6 separate regions of the Mus musculus genome follow, and regions 2, 3, 4, 5 and 6 are each linked to region 1. Evidence: chromatin contacts called from public HiChIP or PLAC-seq and promoter capture Hi-C data. All regions are on one chromosome and are shown on one strand. The core of a region is the stretch at or near the end of the contact, and the rest is flanking DNA. Distances in the headings are between cores, read along the strand shown. Region 1 holds the start of Bcl2l2 (BCL2-like 2). Region 2 holds the start of Rec8 (REC8 meiotic recombination protein). Region 3 holds the start of Dcaf11 (DDB1 and CUL4 associated factor 11). Region 4 has its middle 20 kb from the start of Dad1. Region 5 holds the start of Cpne6 (copine VI). Region 6 holds the start of Oxa1l (oxidase assembly 1-like).

What was found. Promoter capture Hi-C pulls out the DNA fragments that hold promoters and counts their contacts. HiChIP or PLAC-seq counts read pairs in DNA pulled down with a chosen protein or histone mark.
Region 2: a contact with region 1 is called in a promoter capture Hi-C map of liver, with 2.2 times the contacts expected there. The contact joins the promoter of Rec8 here to the promoter of Bcl2l2 in region 1. A contact is called at or near these places in 8 of 39 promoter capture datasets (the 3T3-L1 cell line, cranial neural crest, embryonic stem cells and 4 more), 5 of 115 datasets of contacts at active chromatin or transcription factors (bone marrow-derived macrophages, embryonic forebrain, embryonic stem cells and 2 more) and 1 of 9 other capture datasets (embryonic stem cells).
Region 3: a promoter capture Hi-C map of liver shows a contact between it and region 1, with 6 times the contacts expected there. The contact joins the promoter of Dcaf11 here to the promoter of Bcl2l2 in region 1. A contact is called at or near these places in 14 of 39 promoter capture datasets (the 3T3-L1 cell line, the C10 cell line, the HPC-7 cell line and 9 more), 1 of 484 Hi-C or Micro-C datasets (rod photoreceptor), 8 of 115 datasets of contacts at active chromatin or transcription factors (bone marrow-derived macrophages, embryonic stem cells, memory CD8 T cells and 2 more) and 3 of 9 other capture datasets (adipose tissue, embryonic stem cells and macrophages).
Region 4: a FOXA1 HiChIP or PLAC-seq map of pancreatic cancer cells shows a contact between it and region 1. The contact joins the enhancer-like site here to the promoter of Bcl2l2 in region 1. A contact is called at or near these places in 2 of 39 promoter capture datasets (the 3T3-L1 cell line and pre-B cells), 3 of 484 Hi-C or Micro-C datasets (CD4 T cells, embryonic stem cells and erythroblasts), 3 of 115 datasets of contacts at active chromatin or transcription factors (double positive thymocytes, neural tube and pancreatic cancer cells) and 1 of 9 other capture datasets (liver).
Region 5: a contact with region 1 is called in a promoter capture Hi-C map of hippocampal neurons, with 4 times the contacts expected there. The contact joins the promoter of Cpne6 here to the promoter of Bcl2l2 in region 1. A contact is called at or near these places in 7 of 39 promoter capture datasets (the C10 cell line, cranial neural crest, embryonic stem cells and 4 more), 2 of 484 Hi-C or Micro-C datasets (embryonic stem cells and neurons) and 1 of 115 datasets of contacts at active chromatin or transcription factors (bone marrow-derived macrophages).
Region 6: a contact with region 1 is called in a promoter capture Hi-C map of liver, with 2.6 times the contacts expected there. The contact joins the promoter of Oxa1l here to the promoter of Bcl2l2 in region 1. A contact is called at or near these places in 2 of 39 promoter capture datasets (liver and pre-B cells) and 2 of 484 Hi-C or Micro-C datasets (CD4 T cells and neutrophils).

What each region holds. Positions count from the first base shown.
Region 1 is chr14:54,881,996-54,885,112 of GRCm38.p6, reverse strand. Bcl2l2 (BCL2-like 2) reads right to left here and starts at 1,688. Exons shown (of 4, transcript NM_007537.1): 1 at 1,607-1,688; 2 at 1,229-1,316; 3 at 300-739. The coding sequence starts at 731.
Region 2 is chr14:55,616,522-55,619,638 of GRCm38.p6, reverse strand. Rec8 (REC8 meiotic recombination protein) reads right to left here and starts at 1,473. Exons shown (of 20, transcript NM_020002.3): 1 at 1,286-1,473; 2 at 981-1,093; 3 at 829-897; 4 at 599-741; 5 at 443-518; 6 at 1-59. The coding sequence starts at 1,036.
Region 3 is chr14:55,558,400-55,561,516 of GRCm38.p6, reverse strand. It overlaps Dcaf11 (DDB1 and CUL4 associated factor 11), which reads right to left and starts at 1,488. Exons shown (of 15, transcript NM_133734.3): 1 at 1,396-1,488; 2 at 75-307. The coding sequence starts at 229.
Region 4 is chr14:54,232,051-54,235,167 of GRCm38.p6, reverse strand. No RefSeq gene overlaps it. Among named protein-coding and RNA genes, the nearest start is that of Dad1, 20 kb to the left of the region's middle. Within about 2 kb of position 1,702, at least 138 of the 459 cell types and tissues checked have an H3K27ac peak or open chromatin away from gene starts, as enhancers often do. A contact at or near this core is called in double positive thymocytes, embryonic stem cells, pancreatic cancer cells and 1 more, where this site is marked.
Region 5 is chr14:55,508,918-55,512,034 of GRCm38.p6, reverse strand. Cpne6 (copine VI) reads right to left here and starts at 1,590. Exons shown (of 17, transcript NM_001360193.1): 1 at 1,326-1,590; 2 at 1-54. The coding sequence starts at 50.
Region 6 is chr14:54,359,269-54,362,385 of GRCm38.p6, reverse strand. Oxa1l (oxidase assembly 1-like) reads right to left here and starts at 1,545. Exons shown (of 10, transcript NM_026936.3): 1 at 1,469-1,545; 2 at 918-1,064. The coding sequence starts at 1,531.

The sequences.
Region 1 (3,117 bases), core at 439-2,938:
CATCCCTGACCGGCCTCACCACCCATACTATGTACGCAGGGGTCACAATTATTCGCTGAAGGTTCTCTGTTTATAAAACTCTATATTCAGTCTTCTGCTTGGGACCGTGAAGCCCATCCAGCTACTACTACATGGTAGCCCTGGAGTACTGTGAGCTTGATGCTCTCAGTCTGATTCCACTTAAATAAGGGAACTCAGCCCTTCCCAGCACAACCCCAGCCTCCCATCAGAGGCCCTATTTTCCCATGAAGACCAACTTTGTAGAGGGATGCGGAGAGCAGCAATTGAGAACTTCTTACCCAGCCCCCACTGCTGTGGATCCAGTCAGCCAGACGTGTCTCCAGGTAGGCCACCATCCAATCCTGCACTTGTCCCACCAAAGGCTCCATTTCTTTGTTGACACTCTCAGCACACAGGGCAGCCCCAAAGACAAAGAATGCCACAAGACGGCCCCAGTTAGGGCCCCCTTGGAAAAGTTCGTCGGAAACCTGGGTGAAGCGTTGCTGGGCTGAGCCTGGGGTCACGTGTAGCTGAGCGGCCAGGTCAGAGAAGGTGCGGCGGAAACGGGTCTCAAACTCGTCTCCAGCAGCCCGCATGGCTTGGTGCAGCGGGTCGGCGGCTGGGCCTTCCCCAGGGCCAGCTCCACAGACATAACCCTTCTGCCTCAGCTTATAGCCTACAAAGTCAGCCACTAGAGCCCGTGTGTCTGGGGTTGAGGCTGGGGTCGCCATCCGGGCGGCTGAAAGGGGCAAGGATGACAGACTGACATAAATATAAGGAAATTATTGACAGAGAGCAAGAAGGGACATTTCCTATTTGATCAAGCTCCTGAGATAGGTGAAATGCTCAGAGGCACTGGGCAGGGCCAAGAAAGAGCAACGGATTTAAGTCATGGGGAGGTTCAGAGCATAAGCAGCTGGCCACGTATAACATGTCAAATTAAGTGTGCAACAGGAAATCTTATTTTTAGACTACTTCAGATTCCTTTCATACGACAGCACCAGCTGTATGCCACCTCTATACACACACACACACACACACACACACACACACACACACACACACACACACACACCCCTTTTTGGCTATAGGAAGGGGCTTAAGACCTCCCCAGGAGCATGATGCGAAGATGTTGGCAGAGGCACAAGATAGGGAGGAGACAGGGGCTGAATAGGAAGATGGGAAAAGCCAAGGGCTGTAATGGGGCAGAAAGGAAGAGGACACTTACCCAGCCTGGATGGCAGCTCTTAGGACCCAGTGCTGGTGGCAGGGAGCCCCCAGCTGAGGCCTTTCATCCTCCCGGCTAGAGTGGAGCCCTGAAAAGGGGAGGGAGAGAGAACTAGGTGGGAAAGGCCTGGGTCTGGCCCGGAAAGAACTGGAACTGCAGCGCCTGGGACTGGGCCCCTACCTCCAAAGCTTTGCCAGCTGTGGGACCGATTCCGTGTTTAATGACTGCCCTCTTGGGAAACCCGGGACCACGGGCTTCCTGCCGACACCATCTCTATTCCCGGTACCCCCAAGAGCAGCCCAAAGGCCCAGCTCCTCCCATTCCCCCACCCTTAGCTGGTCTCCAACCCCGCCCGCCAGCCAGGTTAAGGAATCTCACGGGTCAGGCCGCAGCCGGGATCCGGAATCCGGTTGTTTCCTGGTGGAGGAGCTGGGAGGGAGGGAGGGAGGGAGGGAGAAAGGGAGGAAGGGAAGGAAGGAAGGAGGGAGGAGGGGAGGGCAGGGAGGGAGGGCCCGGCGCCGGGTGATGATGGGACACAGAGATGCGTCCAGAGAGAGGGGCGGGGCTGGGAGGCAGGGCTGGGAAGAGCCACAACTCCAGGAAGAGAGGGCCATTGAAGGGCTGTTCAGAGGCCATAGTGACCTGTGCCGGCTGCCTGCGAAGCCCGCAGTGTCCCCAGAGAAACACACCGGGCCTCAGCAGCTCAGTGCAAATTCAGCATTTCCGGAAGGTCTCTTCTGTTCACGCACTTGTTGAACTTTCCAGCTTGGATTGCGTGCCTAGGAAAAGCAGAGCAGTTCCTATTAAGCTGGGAACAACCTCTTGCCCTTGTGGGGCTAGTAGAAACACTAAACACAAAAATACTTCCCCTCAGGACCTTTAATGCAGTGGGCTCTTCCTTGGCTGGAGTTTCAGCTAGGTATCAAGGTGTCAGGCCTTGGTTTACAGTGTCCACAAGCAATCTTCATCTTTTGTAATCAGATTGATTTTCTTTTCATTTGTTACCCACCACAGGAGTTAATTCTTACTATTTAAAACAAAAATCAAACAATAAAAGGCACAAATTGATACAAGCTTACTAATCTTACACACCCTCTCTAAATACAGGTTACCAATGTTGGGTTAATACCTGTTTTACAGATTACATATATCTATAATTTACATGTGAATATCTACATTCACATATACATGGATTATATATACATTTATCCATACACATATGTTTATATAAATATGTGCTTTTATATATACACATACAATATAAATATGTTTATAAGTATAAATATATATGTTATATATAATTTATAAATGTATCAATATACATATAAATATAAAGTATATCAGTATAGTATATGTAAATATTTTTATATTTTTATATATTCCATATACATATTTATAATATACACATATATGTATATATAATATACATATATCTATTTATATGTGCATTTATGTATATATATATATGTAAAAATATGTATATATAAAAACCGAGTGTGTGTGTATTTTGAAACATGGTTTCTTCTCTGTGTAGCCCTGGCTGCCCTGGAACTCACTTCTATAGAGCAGGCTGGCCTCGATCTCACAGGGATTGGCCTGCCTCTGCCTCAGACACTATGGGATTAAAGGCCCGAGGCACCACTATCCAGCATGTGATAATATCTTTCTGTAGAGCAAGTTTCCAGGGCAAGAAGCTTTCTGACTACAGCAGATCCACAGGAGGGCACTCATCAGTGTGCTGATCCTCCCACCTCTCCCCCCACCCAGGACTCCTGAAGGTTGCCATTTCTTCAGCTCTGGAACTCCAGTTAAGGCCAGAAAGAGGCAACCCAATTATGCTTCTTTCCTTCAGTTCTTTCTTGTTACTTCCCCTTGCTTCTCCCACTAAA
Region 2 (3,117 bases), core at 224-2,723, 730 kb before region 1:
CTGGGGCATCTTCCAGCGTCTCCATCATGGCCAGGCAGTTGGGAAGAAGCAAGCTAGGTCTGGGCGAGAACAGGGATGTAAAGGAGAGAGACTGAGGGTGAGTGGGATGGCTCGGCTGGTAAAGGTGATGCCACCAAACCCCACAGTCCCTAATTTCATCCCTGAATTTGAACTAGCATAAGGAAGAGAGCCCACTTTATTGGCTGTTCTCTGACCTCCACATGCATACAGTGCCCTCTCTCCCTACCCCCTTCCCGATCCTCTACCCCTACTCTCTCTCTCTCTCTCTCTCTCTCCTCTCTCTCTCTCTCTCTCTCTCTCTCTCTCTCTCTCTCTCTCTCTCACACACACACACACACACACACACACACACACACACACACACACACAATGCACGAGGCCAAGCAGCTTGGTATGGATGGTTTCAGTCCCAGGGCCTCACAGGTCAGCCTCCTCCATATCAATGCGAATCCGCAGCTGGGCACGATGTAGGTGCTCCAGGATATGCTGGATGTCTTCTGTGGGTGAAAACGGTAAAATAAACAACCTAGTCATGGCTCCTTCAGCTCTAGCCCACCTCTGGAGTCTCTAGCCTTACCCACAAGGTACTGGCACTGTTGAAAGTAGACCCTTATCACACCAATCTGAAGCTGGGCGGAGAGATAGAGGGAGAAGCGGGGGCGGGGCAGCCCGGCCACCGGAGGTTGCACTCTTACCAGCACATAATTGAGGATTTCCTCGCTGGGAGAACAAGAAGCCCTGATCAATGCAACACCCAAAAACCAGAAGCCCCACACCAGCGATTCCTCCCTCTTTTCTGGATCTTACCAGGTCTTTACCACATTCACATTTAGGTATTCACGCTTCACCAAACGGCTGCCTCGGGTTGCTGCCAGCCTGGAGGGGTGGGGGCAGGAACGGCTTGTCAAGGGGAGATCCCACTACCTGGCTCCTGGCATAGCCATCAGCCCTGTGCTCACCAGATGGTGGCGAAGCAGCCTGTGTGGCGCTGAAGCACGTTAGGATAGTAGAACATCTTTGCTCCTGGGTTCACCTTCCCTGCACCAATCCCGTTTGGATCTCAATCCGAATTCTTGAGAATACGAGATTTCCAGCACCATTGAAGAGTAGGAATTTGGACGGGGGTGTGGTAGATATGGATGCAAAAAGCCCAATTAGTAAAACGACTGACTATACAACTGAATTAGGAGGTAACCAAAGACACAGGAGCTAAGCATCCCTCCTTTGGCCATTCCTAAAAAGGTCTGCACAACGCGCACCATACCATCAGGATTCTGTCCAGGCAGAGATGCGGAGCTCCAAGAAAAACCCGGGCAGAGACACAGAACAGATCTTCAAAGAAGACTGAGTCCTCTTCTGGTCAAGAGGCCTTCTTCGACTCTGCTGCCCGCCACCACCACCACCACCACCACCACCACCGCCGCCGCCGCCGTAGTCGTCGTCGTTGAGCTTCTGGACCTTGCTCTAGGTCCTGTCGCCCTCCAGCGGGATCAGGTGCACACTCTCCAAGGCTTTGTACCACCGACAGCCAATGAGAAGCCGCGCCAGAAGAAACTCAAAGACTCCTGGAGCCAGGCAGCAGAACTCAGTTCCAGGCCATAGGCTCTTGGAGAATAGTCGCCAGCCAATCACGAGAATTCTGAGCGCTACCAAGGCATTGTGAGGTGTTCTGGCCAATGGCCTCTCGTTCTCGGGTAGTAACAAGGACTTCGCCAAGGTGCAAAGCTGACCAATAAACGGAGAGAAAATCCAGTCTCTCTCCCTGGCGACAGCTGACAAAGTATCTTTTAGGAGCCGGGGTCATGTGAAGGGCAGATGCCTTGGTGCTGTTTATGATACAGAGATGTAAGAGAAGGTACCTTGCCTGAGCATAGGACCTGTCCTTACTCCTAAATTTCACCAACCCGATTTTGTGCCCAGTAAGGGTCTGTGCTGTGCTAAGTGCAAGAAACTGTGTGAGGTGGCCTTTTATTCAACAAGAAAGAAAACAGCCAAGGGAGCTGTAACTACAAACTCCTATAATCTCAGCTGCTACTTGGAAGGGAGGCAGGTTCAAAGCCAGCCTAGACAATTTGAACACTAGCTCTAAGCAAAAAACAAAACAGGCCAAGAGTGGTGTGCACACCTCTTGAAGGGACTGAGGTAGCAGAATAAACTCTACTATAAGCTGCTGTACTTGGAAAAAGCTACTGCCTGCTGTCCTTGAAGCGATATGCCCCCCAGCATTGAGAGGCCAACATTCCTTTACCCTTTCATGTAATGCCAGGGCTAAGAAACCCCTGCTTGCAGGTTTTTTTCCTTTATAAACCCCTTCACCTAGAGCTGGGGTCACTCTCCTTCCTGTTCCATCAGGAAGGTTTGTAGCCCAAGCTCGAGCTTGAATAAAGACTCTCACAAGTATTTGCATCAGAATTGGGGGCCCTGGTGGTCTCTTGGGGAAGCAGGGGTCTCATGAGCTGGGCATAATACTTTTATCTCAGCAACAGGAGGATCTCTTAAGAGTTTGAGACTGGCCTGGTCTACAGACCAGTTAGGGAGAGATAATGAAATCCTGTCTCAAAAAAAAAAAAAAAAAAAAAGTAAAAAGTAAAAAGTAAAAACTGGGCTGGAGATGTGGAAATGTAGCTCAGTCGTAGAAAGCCTGACTGGCATATATGTGTATATACATATATACACATATGCATATTCACATATATACATATGTACACACATACACACACAAGGCCCTGAGCTCAGCTCAGTACTGCAAGAAAGGGAAACGACAACAACAAAAACCAGCCTTTGATCCAAGCACTCTGAAGCCAGAGTCCCACGAATCCTGTGAGTCTGAGGCCATGATGGTCTACACAGTGAGTTTCAGGCTAGCCAGAACTGTATAGTGAGACCCTGTTTCAAAACCAAGCAAACAAAGCCAAGAACAAAACAAAAAAATAAAGGTGTGTGCAGCCCTGTAACCTCAGTACTTGGGAGGAAGGACAGGAGTTGAAGGACAGCCTTCTTCTCTTCAGAGTTGCACAGCAGCCTGGGCTATCCTGAGGACTAGCTCAAAAACCTAAGAATTCAAAGAAAGCACATATTCTTTTTCTCTTAATCTTT
Region 3 (3,117 bases), core at 239-2,738, 680 kb before region 1:
CCTCTGCACTTTTCCTGCCTGAAGTTGAGGTCAAGACATTGTGACACTTAGTGTCACAGCAGAGGGTAAGTTACCTGCGGAGGAGATAGGCCAGTACCTGGGCCAGATCCACATCTTCATCCTCTTCTTCCTCTTCCTCACTACGACGCAGGCCAGTCCCTCTTCGGGACAAGCCCTCAGAGGGTTCTAAGGACCCGGATCCGGCGCTGCTGCTGTTCCGTGATCCCATCTTCTGGTTACAGCATCCTTATGTCTTGCGCAGGGGCTGCTCCTGTCTCCAACTTGGGTTTGGTGAAAGCAAAGCCTGCTGTAGAAATACCAGGGTTTCCAGAAACGGGGCAGAAGCTATCTTTAGAGGGGTGACCCCTCCAGGAGACTGAGATTTCCTTCTCTTTAGCTATGACAGCTCCCAGGGTATCGGGAACATAAACCTTTCTCAATCCTGTGAAGCAAAGAAAGCCATATGAAACCTAGGGTGCAACCCTACCGTACTAATCAGAGTCCACGAAGAGGAATTTCCCATTTTCCTAACCAAACTCACCTATCAAAGTCCCCGGCCCGGGATGGCTGAATCCCAGATAACCTCTCCGACTGACCAATCAAAACCCCTTGCGGAAGAACGCATTTCACTAGCTTATCTCACACAACCAACCAGAGGCGTTAGAACTCAGACCCCCCCCACGCCTCCCTCTACTGACCAATCAGAGCAATTTCTTGCACGGGCCGGCAGCATCAACAGCCAATGAGGTTAGAAGTCAGCCTAACACCCCCTCCAGTTTAGCTTCACGCCCACGTGGTGCGCCGGGGGTGTGTACAACAGGGGGAGGGAAAATGGAGAAGCACCTCCCCCCGGCGTCTGGCGGTTACCGCCCCACGCGAGACCACCCACCAGCCAGGAGCTGTCGCAGGACCCGCAGGGGCGAGGCCCTGTTTACAGCGACTATCGCTGCGGCGCCGGCTAACAGCTCCTCAGTCGCGAGCCTCGTCCGTCACGCTTCTGGCGGCCAGGCCTGCTGACGTCACTCGACGCTCCAAGCAGTCCCTCCCCCTCGGCCCTCTGATTGGATAGCTGAGACCTGTGATTGATAGGTGGGCTGGGGAACTTGCTCAACCCAAGAGGGGCGTTTAGTCGTAGCGGACTGGAATTGGCTGCGACCTGCATTAGACGTAGCGGAACTAGACATCAAGTCTGCGAGGTGGTCCCTTAAGGTCGCTTGGCCTCGAGTGGTTTGTTTGTTTGTTTGTTTTTTACTGCGTGCCCAATCGCTCCTATTCCCTCAGCTCCCAGCAACCCCAGTTCAACCGTTTTCCCCTGGCTGTAGCGCTAGCGGCCTGTCGAAAGCAGTCCTCACTGGTGGGACCTGGGCCTCTCCACCCTGCTGTGTACACGCTTACCAGCGGGGGTCTTGTCTGACGACCCCTGGCTTCCTTTCTTGGTCTTTGCATACGCTCCCTAAGTGCCGCGGCCGTCCCCGGAGCCTTTCCGGTTGCCTTAGTGCGCACGCGCCCCTTGGGTCTGGGCTTTGCCGACCGTCCCTAGGCTTCTGTCGCTCGCCACCTCCCGTTGGTTTATGAGTAACTAGGGTGAGTCCAAGGCCAACCCTACCTTGTCTGGGATGGTTTCCTAGGCCAGAGAGGCGGGCGATGTCGGCCTTGGCCCAGAGGTGGGCCATCGCGAGGACACCTCAGCTCCCGGGGCGAGCATGTGACAGGTTCTGTGTCAGGTTTCCTGGTCTCTAGGCCGGAGACCCCAACATTTTCTCCCGATCCACGCAGGTTGTCACTGCCTTAAAATTCTTAACTGTAAACAAGCGCCCAGCATTTTGTTCTTTGGCTGGTCTCCATTAATTATGTGGACAGGTATTTCAAACATACACGGAACTTTCAGGATTCCTAGGTATTTGGGTTATTTGGCCTGGAAAGTCTGTAATAATTTTAGTATTTTTCCTTCCTTATTACTCTTCTAGTTCTTACAAGTTCTGTAGATATTTTTTAACTGATTACTTGAGGTTATTTTCACAGTGGCTGTTTTTCCACATTTCAGACTTCTTCCACTCCTTGATCTGCTCAAGTCTACTCTTAAAAGTATTTCGTTCTTAAGAGCTGACTGTTTTTTCGTTTTTTTATTACTTCAAATACAGACTTCCCAACCTGATTGTCTTTTTACTTCATTCGAAAATTTTGTCTGCCAATCAAATGTGCCTAGAAGTGCCTTATTTCTACTGGTACACCCTTTCAGAATGTCTAATCTGAGAGATGCTTTATCTTTTTAACCAGTCCTAGCCAGCCCTCATAGCCCTAAACTGTGACCTAGTGATACTGCTATCTGTAATCAAACTTGGACCTACATAAAAATGTATGTTCTGCTTAACAATCACTGATAATAGTGGGATACTGGAAATAAAAGAAATCCAAATATACAATAAGAGGTTGGTTAAATAAATTATGGTCAGTTTTGTACAGTTATAAAAATACCTGGTAGCCACTGAAATGAATTTTTTAGTGGGTTAGGAATATGTCTCTATGGGAGAGTGCTTGCTTGGCATTCTGTATATACTGGGTTCAGTGTATACATTGAACACACACACACACACACACATACACACCAAACAACAACAAAAACCCAATGTTGCTGCAGTTCTTCATAAAATAAAAATAACCGAGGGCTGGAGAGATGGCTCAGTGGTTAAGAGCACCGACTGCTCTGCTGAAGGTCCTGAGTTCAAATCCCAGCAACCACATGGAGGCTCACAACCATCTGTAATGAGATCTGACGCCCTCTTCTGGTGCATCTGAAGACAGCTACAGTGTACTTAGATATAATAATAAATAAATCTTTTAAAAAAAATAACCAAGTTTGGGCCAGTGAGATAGTGAGATGCTTCAGCAGGTAAGGGTGTTTGCTAGGTAATGGTGCTTACTAGGAAGTCTGGGGTTTTTGTTTTTGTTTGTTTGTTTGTTTTTCGAGACTGGGTTTCTCTGTAAATCCCTGGCTGTCCTGGAACTCACTCTGTAGTCCAGGCTGGCCTCGACCTCAGAAATCCACCTGCCTCTGCCTCCCAAGTGCCGGCATTAAAGGCGTGTGCCACCATGCCCAGCTACTACTAAGTCTTATGA
Region 4 (3,117 bases), core at 453-2,952, 650 kb after region 1:
AAGTGCAAAGTGTGTGTGTGTGTGCGTGTGTGTGCGTGTGTGTGTGTGTGTGTGTGGTGAGAGAGAGGTGTGACTGTGACTGCAGGCAGGTGTGTCTGTGTATTGCATTCTGTGTGACTCTGTGTGTACGAGAGGTTGTCTGTGCTGCCTGTGGCATGTGACTGGCGTGTGTGCGCGTGCACGGGTGTTGATTTCTCTCACATTGTTTCCCAAAGCTCCCTCACAAGCCTTGGTCTCACGTCACAGTTGTCTTCAGAGGGTCCAGTTCTCCTGAAGTAGGTCAGGAAATGAAGCTCAGATTTGTGCTTAAGACCATAGGTCTTCACAGGAGATCACTTTAAAGACAAAGCCGGAGTAGAGTAGCGTCTGCTGGCTGAAGTCTAGGCATCCTGTATCCAGTGAGCTCTGTGTCTCTCAGGAGCAGTAAGTTTGCCATATATGGGGAACAGCCCTGTCGTGTTCCCCTGAAGCTGATTACCAAATGACCCGTGCTCCAGAAGCCCTCCCATAGGACTGCACGCTGCCATAGGCTGAGGAACTCACGCTTCTGTTGCCCGGGTCACACTGGATCAAATCAGTCTCGGGTGTAGCTGACTACCCCTATCCTGGATGATTGAGGCTTGCCATTCAGTGGGTAGTCGGCCATTAGTGGTACTGGCCACTGTTGGAGCTGTTGGAAAAGGAGACTCCCAGGCCTTACCCCCAAGCGACAGAAGCAAAGCTTTGCATTTTAACACGGTGCCAGGTGGTGGTGTGCACCCGGAAGTCTGAGATGCCCGCATTTCCAGCTCTGGGTGTATCCTGCAACTACCCGGAAGCTTAACAGAGCTTGAGCCTCTCCATTCTTTATTAGCTCTTTGCTTAGCTAGACATACTCCAGAGTGAGTTAACAAGCCTTTTAGGAATGGTTGGGTTCAATATAATGACAAAACCTGGCAGGGGTCCTGTGGGCCAAGGCCTAGCACTGAGGAGAAGTTCACTAGGATGGCTGAGCGATCAGTGTGCTCGACACTCGTGCAGACATCCTGCAGCTTTCCCCGGAGAAGTGGATGAGGTTTACTTTGGATTCAATAAGCAGATATTTCAGATATGAAAAGCAATCGGACTTTAAGAGCAAAGGAAGACGTCACAACAGTACGCGTGAAGATTTACATTTCTCGCAGTGGCTTAGAGCCACCTGGGCCGGGTACTAGTTTCCAGGCGCAGATCTGCTTTTGTCTCGGGGTTGTGATTTTCCCCTTGGACTAGCCTTGGCGGCAGGCGTAGCTTGTTGTGAGTTTGTACCGTTTACAACAGTACAAACTACTTTCAGGGGTCTTGAGTTCAAATTTGAAAATGCACCATAGGCTTGCTGTAGACTTTAGTTAGCTTGCTCTGTGGCTCTCAGTTCCATACGCACAGAGAGGCTAACCGTGGGTTATTCCTCAACTAGGGAAGGGCCTTCCACAAGGCTCCCCGGGCGGAGGGGTTGGTTTTGCTGACTCAGGTACTGTATGGGCTGAGGGATGGATGTCCTGCTGTTTCCTGCAGCTTCCAGCTCACACCTCCTCTGTGTGTGTGTGTGGGGGGGGGGGTTATTTTTATTTCCTGTGTTCAATCTGTGGGGCTGCAAGCCATTTACCACAACTACTGTACATTGTTCCTTGCTCGGCAGTGGTGGGAAACAGCCCTTTGCACCCTCTGCCTACACACTTCCTGTCACCACGGCATGCAAATGTTCCTCCTGCTTCCTCTCCCGGCAGCCTGCACCTCTGCTCTTTGATCACGTCTGTGATCTTGGCCCACAAAGCGCTCTTGTTATGATTGTTGGAACATACTTGGGGGAAGTGACAGAGATTTGTTCCCTTCTTTGGGAAAGTCAGCAAGCCAGCCAGCATCAGCTAGTTTCCAGCACCTGGAAGCTACTAGCTCAGTTGTAGTTCTGGTGGGTTGTGGACTGGAAGTCTAGGCTAGTGTTTGGGTGCCTCATGACTTAAGATTTATCTTAGGGTTTTCATTGCTGTGATAAAACGCCATGGGGTGGGGTGGGGGGTGGAAGCCCCATGGGAGGAAAGGGTTTGTTTCAGTTTACAGCTGAAATCCATCAGTCGGGGAATCGGGGAAGTCGGGGCAGGAATGCAAGGCAGGAGCTGATGCTCAAACCAGGGGTGAAAGCTGCCTGCTGCCTTACAATACCTTGCTCAGCCTGCTTTCTTATAGCAGGGCCAGCTTGCTCAGGGTGGCACCACCTACAATGGGTTGGGCTTTCCCTCATCAGTTACTAAGAAAATGCCCCCACAGGCTTGCCCATCAATCTGAGGGGGACTTTTTTCAATTGACATCCCTTTTCCCAAATGATTCCAGACTGTCAAACTGACATGAGAACTAGCCAGTATAAGACGATAGCTAATTAAAAAAAAAAAAAATTTTTTTTTCCCCTGGGTATGTGTGGTCCTTTACCTTGAATAAGAACTTTAGTGAGAAAGAAAAAAATGAGAATTTCTGTCAGACTAGACAGAAATATTTTACTTACTTAATTTTGAATTTATAAGTCTGAGCACACATTTTTTTTTTTCCTAATGTGGGCAGCCCGGTATTGTGGAATGTGCTTTGCATGATGTAAAGTGTTGAATTGAGACTGTGTTCCGCTACATATTGTCTTTTGAACCTTAGAGGACCCTCTGTCTGTACAATTCTGTAAATAATTAATTAGGCGCCTGGGCTGTGCCCAGTAGGCATGGGCTATAAAGATAAGAAGCAGCCTCGCTGTCTAGGGGGTGAGTAAACCCACTTATGCCCTGTGTGTCTCGCACAGTATCAAGTGCCTGTTCCCGTCTGCTGTTGAAGTTCTATGATCCCGTGAGGTTCTCTAATCTCACAGGGATGTAGTCTCCTTTCTCCAAGTGGGGAGGTGGAGCGTTGGGTTGCCAGTGTTAGGATGTGAATCTTCTTTCTGACTCAAAGCATTTATTTGCTTTGGATGAGCTAATGACTAATGAGTCTGGGAGCGGTGATGCTTCACGCATCAGCTACAGATTCACTGGCCCTCATGGAAGGCAGCAGAACTGGCATCTCTCACATGATGCTTCCTCCCTCAGCACCATATCCAGCCGGACGGGGTCTTGCCACGGACCTCGC
Region 5 (3,117 bases), core at 341-2,840, 630 kb before region 1:
AGGGTCATGGCCGGGGGCTCAGGCACCCATCCCATCTCTGGGTCCGACATGGCACTGTGGGGGAAAGAACAGACAACCTGGACCGAGAGGGGAGGAGTTTGTCTCTTGGGGGTCCTGGACCCACCCGTTGCTCTTCTTCTTGAGGTCCTGGGGTCCTAAGGACAAGCTCTTCCCCTGCCCTGGTTGACTTCCTTGATGCTTTAAGCAGCAAAGAGCAGGAGTCCAGAGTCCCGTGCCTCTGTCACTCTGCCAGCCTAGGTGTCATGGATGGGGCTGGAAAAGACTGGAGGACTGGGATAGAAGTGGGTTCCTGGCAGCCTCGGCTCCTAGGCCATCGATTGATTTCTGCTTACTGCTGTCTCAGCACCTTCTGCTATTTCCCGACTGGTCTATGAGCCAGTGCTGCACTCAGTCTTGGCACCAGGGAACCAAACTAGGGCAAGGGGGTGGGGAAGAGGGTGGGGATGCCCTGGAGGTCTGAAGAGGGTGGGCCTCAGGGAAGGAGTCTGCAGTGGACAGGAGGAGACAGGTTGGCAGTGGAAAGGTCTGTGTAAAACTGCCCTGCTGTCTTAGAGTCCCCTACTCACTGTCTGGTTGGCTGATAGGAGAGATAGGTGGTGGGCTTGGGGAGGGAGAATCAGGACTCGGGCTCTGTTGTGAGCTCCTCGGGTGCTTGACAAGCCCACAGTCCTCCCCACCTCCCCTGTTCTCACACTTCTTGGCAACACAGGCACTGTCTCTTAGCGACAGGGTTTTGGGGGAGCCATGGCCCCCACCATGCTGCCCGTGGGATGCATGCGCACCACCCTCCCCCAGCAGAGTCACCAAGCCTCAGGCAGCAGCAGACAGGGGTATGCCGGCCCCGAGTTCATGGCTGGACAGCCCAGCTCTCTGTGCCTGTCCAGATCTCAGGGTGAAGCTATCTGATCCATGCCATGCTTCCTGAGTGAGTGTCCACTGGTGTGCCTGAGTACCCCACCCTCTGTCTGTCCCCCTCTGTCCTGTGTCCCTCTCCAGGAGGGTGTGACAGTCCCGTGTCTCTGTCAGAACCAGGACCGTTCCCTGGCTGGTTACCAGCCAGCCTCCCAAATGATGATAAAGCTTTATAGATATGCGAGGGAGGGTCTGGGCTGCGGCTCTCAGTGACTTCCAGCCACAAGTCTCAGTTAACGTGGAGCCCGTGAGGTAGGCAGGGGCATGTGGTGGAGAGGGGATCAGGTAGGGGTGGCTGGTGACTTCTCTGAGAGCTAGAGGAGATGTTGTTATGGAGACTGGGCCAGGGAAGGCAGGACTCAGGCTGGATTAGGAAGGAAGGATGGGCTCACCTGGGCTCTTAGTGGGGGTCTCCTCTCTCCAGTCTGCAGTCTTCCGCCCTGCCCCTGACTTCCTCGCTGCTCCAGCCGCTGGCGCCAGCTCCGGCTCGGTTCTGCTGCTATTTATGGGGCCTGGATGGGGAGGAGGGGGGCCGCAGCACCAGCTCCCCCCCCCCTGCACAGACTGGCTGGGAGGAAGGAGAGGGGAGGGACAGGGACACTGCCTGGGAGGGAGCCACAGTACTAGGGAGGAGGGCGGGCTGGGGGCAGGCCCAAAGCAGGACCCCCCCGCAGACACAGTGACATACATCTCCTTCACATCACACCCACACCCAGCATCACAGAAACACACACATTGCAGTGGTACGTGCGTGCACGCGCACACACACACACACACACACACACACACACACACACACACATCCACATCCACACGGAGGAAGGATGCGACGCACGGCACCCACGACTCACAGGCTCACACATATCTTGACACTCGCAGGCGCCAGTACATAAACTCACGGTGACACCATGACAGTTATAGCCCCACTGATGCGCACTGGGAAACACACTCTCACAGTACTTTCAACAGTACTACACTTGTTAAGGATATTTGTAGCTACATAGAAAAGAACACTCGGCTGTACTTGTGACACACACACAGACACCTACTCTCACTAACCTGGGATACAACAGAATGTTGATATCCATATACTCCTTAAAAAAAACCATCATGCACCACACTGAATCTCAGGAAATGGCATCCGGTTCCCGAGTTATCCTTTTGTAGGGAAATGAGGACCACGAACATAATGGCCCCACATGGGATCTCATCGTAAGCATACAGCCCGCGTATTGACTGGACATCACCATGATAGACCCGATGGTCTGCCCCACCCCCGCCCCCCAGATCCAACCATTATGGCCACATCTTTGTGGGAGGGGCTGGGTCAGGCACAAAGCTTAAGGAAACAGAAGTTAGTCACTCACAGAGAGCCCAGGGGAACTGAGCAGTTTCTGGACTGCTAATGCCACTGGGGAGACATTTGGGCGTGGTGATGTGGGGGATACTCAGATGTGTTCACTAGGACGCCGGCCATCCCTGTCCCTTAAACTGCTTATGTATTAACTACCTCCTGAGTGCCAGAGACTGGTCAGGTACCGGGGCTTAGTCAGGATAGCTCTTGTGCCTGAGGAGGAAGAGATGTATGAAATAGAAGGACCCACACGGAAATGTTAAGATAATATGAATGCTGTTAACTATAACACATAGTTATGTTCAGGGTAAAATGGAGGCATAATGCAGGAATAAAGCAATCTGAACTTCAAGGAAGGCATCCAGGATGTCAAAAGAGGTTTGGAGGGAGTTCCTGACTTTTAAGATCATATTTGTTAGGCCATACCAGAAATGGCTAACATAAATACAGTATTTTCTTTTCATGTTGTAGAGACCTGTTCTGTATAAGCCACTCTATTGTGGAGGCTTTTCATTTAGGAGTATCCACTGGCAGGGCTGGGGAGAGGGCTCAGCAGTTAGGAGGGCTGGTTGCTCTTCCAGAACCTGGGATCAACTCCCACCACCCACATGGCTGCTCACAACCACTTGTAACTGCAGTCCTAAGGACGCCAATGTCCTCTTTTTGCCACTGTGGGTACTACATGCACAGACATACATACAGGCACGATACCCAAGCACATGAGATAAAAATAAAGGATTTTTAAAAAAACGTTTTATCTACAGAGGGCTGGAGAGATGGCTCAGTGGTTAGAGCACTTGTTGCTCTTGCAAGGAAGCTGGATTGGCTTT
Region 6 (3,117 bases), core at 296-2,795, 520 kb after region 1:
ACAAAATTTAATTAATTAGTTAAATTTATTTATTTATTTATTTATTTTGGTTTTTCGAGACAGGGTTTCTCTGCATAGCCCTGGCTGTCCTGGAACTCACTTTTTAGACCAGGCTGGCCTCGAACTCAGAAATCTGCCTGCTTCTGCCTCCTAAATGCTGGGATTAAAGGCGTGCGCCACCATGCCAGGCAAATTTAATTTTTTTGTTGTTTTGTTTTTTGTTTTTAGAGACAGGGTTTCTCTGTGTAGCCCTGGCTGTCCTGGAACTCACTTTGTAGACCAGGCTGGCCTCGAACTCAGAAATCCACCTGCCTCTGCCTCTCAAGTGCTGGGACTAAAGGCGTGCGCCACCAACCGCCAGGCTTAATTTTTTTTTATCTTGTGTGTGTGATGTATGTAGGCATGCATGCCACAGCATGTGTGGAAGTCAGAGATGAACTTTGTGTGGCGCCTTCTTCCTTCATTATTTATTTATTTATTTTTTTTCATTTTTGAGACAAGGTCACACTACACAGCTCTATGTTGACCAGGCTGGTTTTGAATTCAGAGATCTATCCATCTCTGCCTCCCAAGTGCTGGGGTTACTAGGATTGTGCCACAACCTGCTCCACCTTTACTTGGGTTCCAGGGTTGGCACTCGGTTTACCAGGGTTGCAATAGCAAGAGCTTTTGTACAGCAGGGTCATTTTGCCTGCCCTACAAATTTCTCAGCACTTTTAGGCATTTCCTCACTGAGTTGCCTGAGATGAGAATCTACTTCTACTCCAAACAGGTTAATATTAGGAGGAACTTAGGAGGAGTGTGAGAACTCTGCTACACATTCACTGTCTCCCGCAAAACAAAACAAACAAAACAACACAGAACCAAAAGAAAGGGGCCAAGAAGTCGTGCTCCTTTCCTCAGCGGGAACCTCTTACCTGGGCTTCTGCAAAGAGGGTGGCAGATGTACTGATGCAGCGAGGAGTGAAGACGGCGAGAAGAGCACAGGGTGGCCGCCCGTTACCCCGGCGGGCTGCGAGGAGCTCGGCGGCCAGCGGTCTCAGGGACACTGCGACGCTATGGTACTGACCATGTGAAAGGAAGGGAAGGCCTTGAGTCCCAGCCGACCCGCCTCTCCCGCAGACAGCCTGCGGTTGCAGCAGTGGGGCGCTGCAACTCTGCTCGCACAGACTACAGGCCCCGAAGCCATGCACTGGAGCGTGCAGGGTGCAGCTCCGGTTAGGGTCTCCCGCATCCTGTTACCGAAGCCCGGGGACGGGGCCCAGAGGTCACGGCTCAGGGTCGCAGGCAGTTTCCAAACAGCTACAGAGAAACCAGGCCACCAACCCCGGGACGTAACCCGGTGGTGCCCTCACGCGACCGGAGGTCATGACTCGCAGGTCGCAGTGACCAGGTCAGCATCTGCTCGTGACCTCAGCTCAGGTGACAAGGACAAGGCAGCATCCCCGCGCTTTGGACGGAACCTTACCGAACGCTGGGGTCGTAGGAGTCGCAGAAGCTGCCAGCGACCGCACACTAAATTCCTCGCCATCTTGCCGGGAAGAGGGAACTTACTCTCGCGCACGCGCACTCAGAACTTTGACGCTGCGGGGGAGGCCATTTTGGAAATGGGCAGGCAGTCAGACCTGACGTCACAGATCAGGTAGTGAGGGAGAATGAAGACAGGCGATGGTATTTGAAGTGGTTTAAAAAAGTCAAGATTCCGCAGAGATTGAAACTAAGAGACAGAGGCAGGCGGATTTCTGAGTTCGAGGCCAGCTTGGTCTACAAAGTGAGTTCCAGGACAACAGCCAGGACTATACAGAGAAACCCTGTCTCGAAAATCAAAAAAAAAAAAAAAAAAAAAAAAAAAAAAGAAAAGAAACTAAGAGACAGGATGCGCTGTTAAGTGGCAGTGTAAACATAGCATATTTCCTGTTTTCCCTTCCATTTCCCAAACTGTAATTGTTCCCTGGGTTAAAATAATTCTTGGATTAAAAATGGCCTTTACTCTTGGAATAGTGCCTCAAATCTATAATCCCAGCATTTGGGAGGCGGAGGCAGGAGGATTGCCTAAAATTCGAGGTGAATCTTGGTTACCTATTGTGTTTAAGGCTAGCCAGGACTGCAGAGAGACCCTGCCTGTCACAAGAAGATAATGAATAAACAAAATCTCAAACTAGAATTAACCCCACAAACAGGCAAACCAGAAAGGCGAAAACAATAGCTTTTACATCTGTGCTTGGCGTGGGTTTTTTCTTACTGCAAGGTAATATTGTAATTACAGATCCAATGAAATTTGAAAGTAGCCTGGAATCTGACAAAGCTATAGGGAAGGCAGTTTCCGGGAAATAACCGAGGAAACTAAAGATGAAAGTTGAACTTGATGTCTTGGATCTGTTGTCTCAAGATTGTTACTATCTATTTGTAGATTTTGTTGTGTATTTTTTGAAACTAAAAGCTTCCCTAAAGCATAAATTGAAATAAGGTGGGTATGGTGCTGCACGCCTGTGATCCCAGCACTGAAGAGGAAGCTGACTCAGGTAAGTGGTGAGTTCAAGGCCAGCCAGGGTTAAAAATGGAGACCTTATCTTAAAAAAAAAAAGTAATGTGAAAAATAAATTACTGCTCAGGAAGGAGGGGGTTGATCACATATACTTCTTCATATGCTACTAGATACTTTGGAGGAATAAAAACTTATTTATTTCATAGATGTCGTGTGTTGTATGAGTGTACATTCTCGGAGGCCAGAAGAGGGATGGAGTTAGAGGTGTTTGTTGCATAAGTGTTGGGATCTGAACTCTGGTATTCACCATGGTGCAGCAAATAGTCTTAACCGCTGAGCCATATCCAACCCCGAAATTTGCGACTTTTATTTTGGAGAGAGAGAGAGAGAGAGAGAGAGAGAGAGAGAGAGAGAGAGAGTGTGTGTGTGTGTGTGTGTGTGTGCGTGCACATATTCTTATGTATGTACATAGCAGCTCACAACCACATACACCTCCAGTTCCAAGAGTTCTGACACCTTTGTCTGTCTCTATGGATACTAGGCAAGTGTGTGGTACAAATACATATAAGCAAGCACAACACTCATATATGCATGCCTAAATGTCTGTCTGTCTATCTATCTATCTATCTATC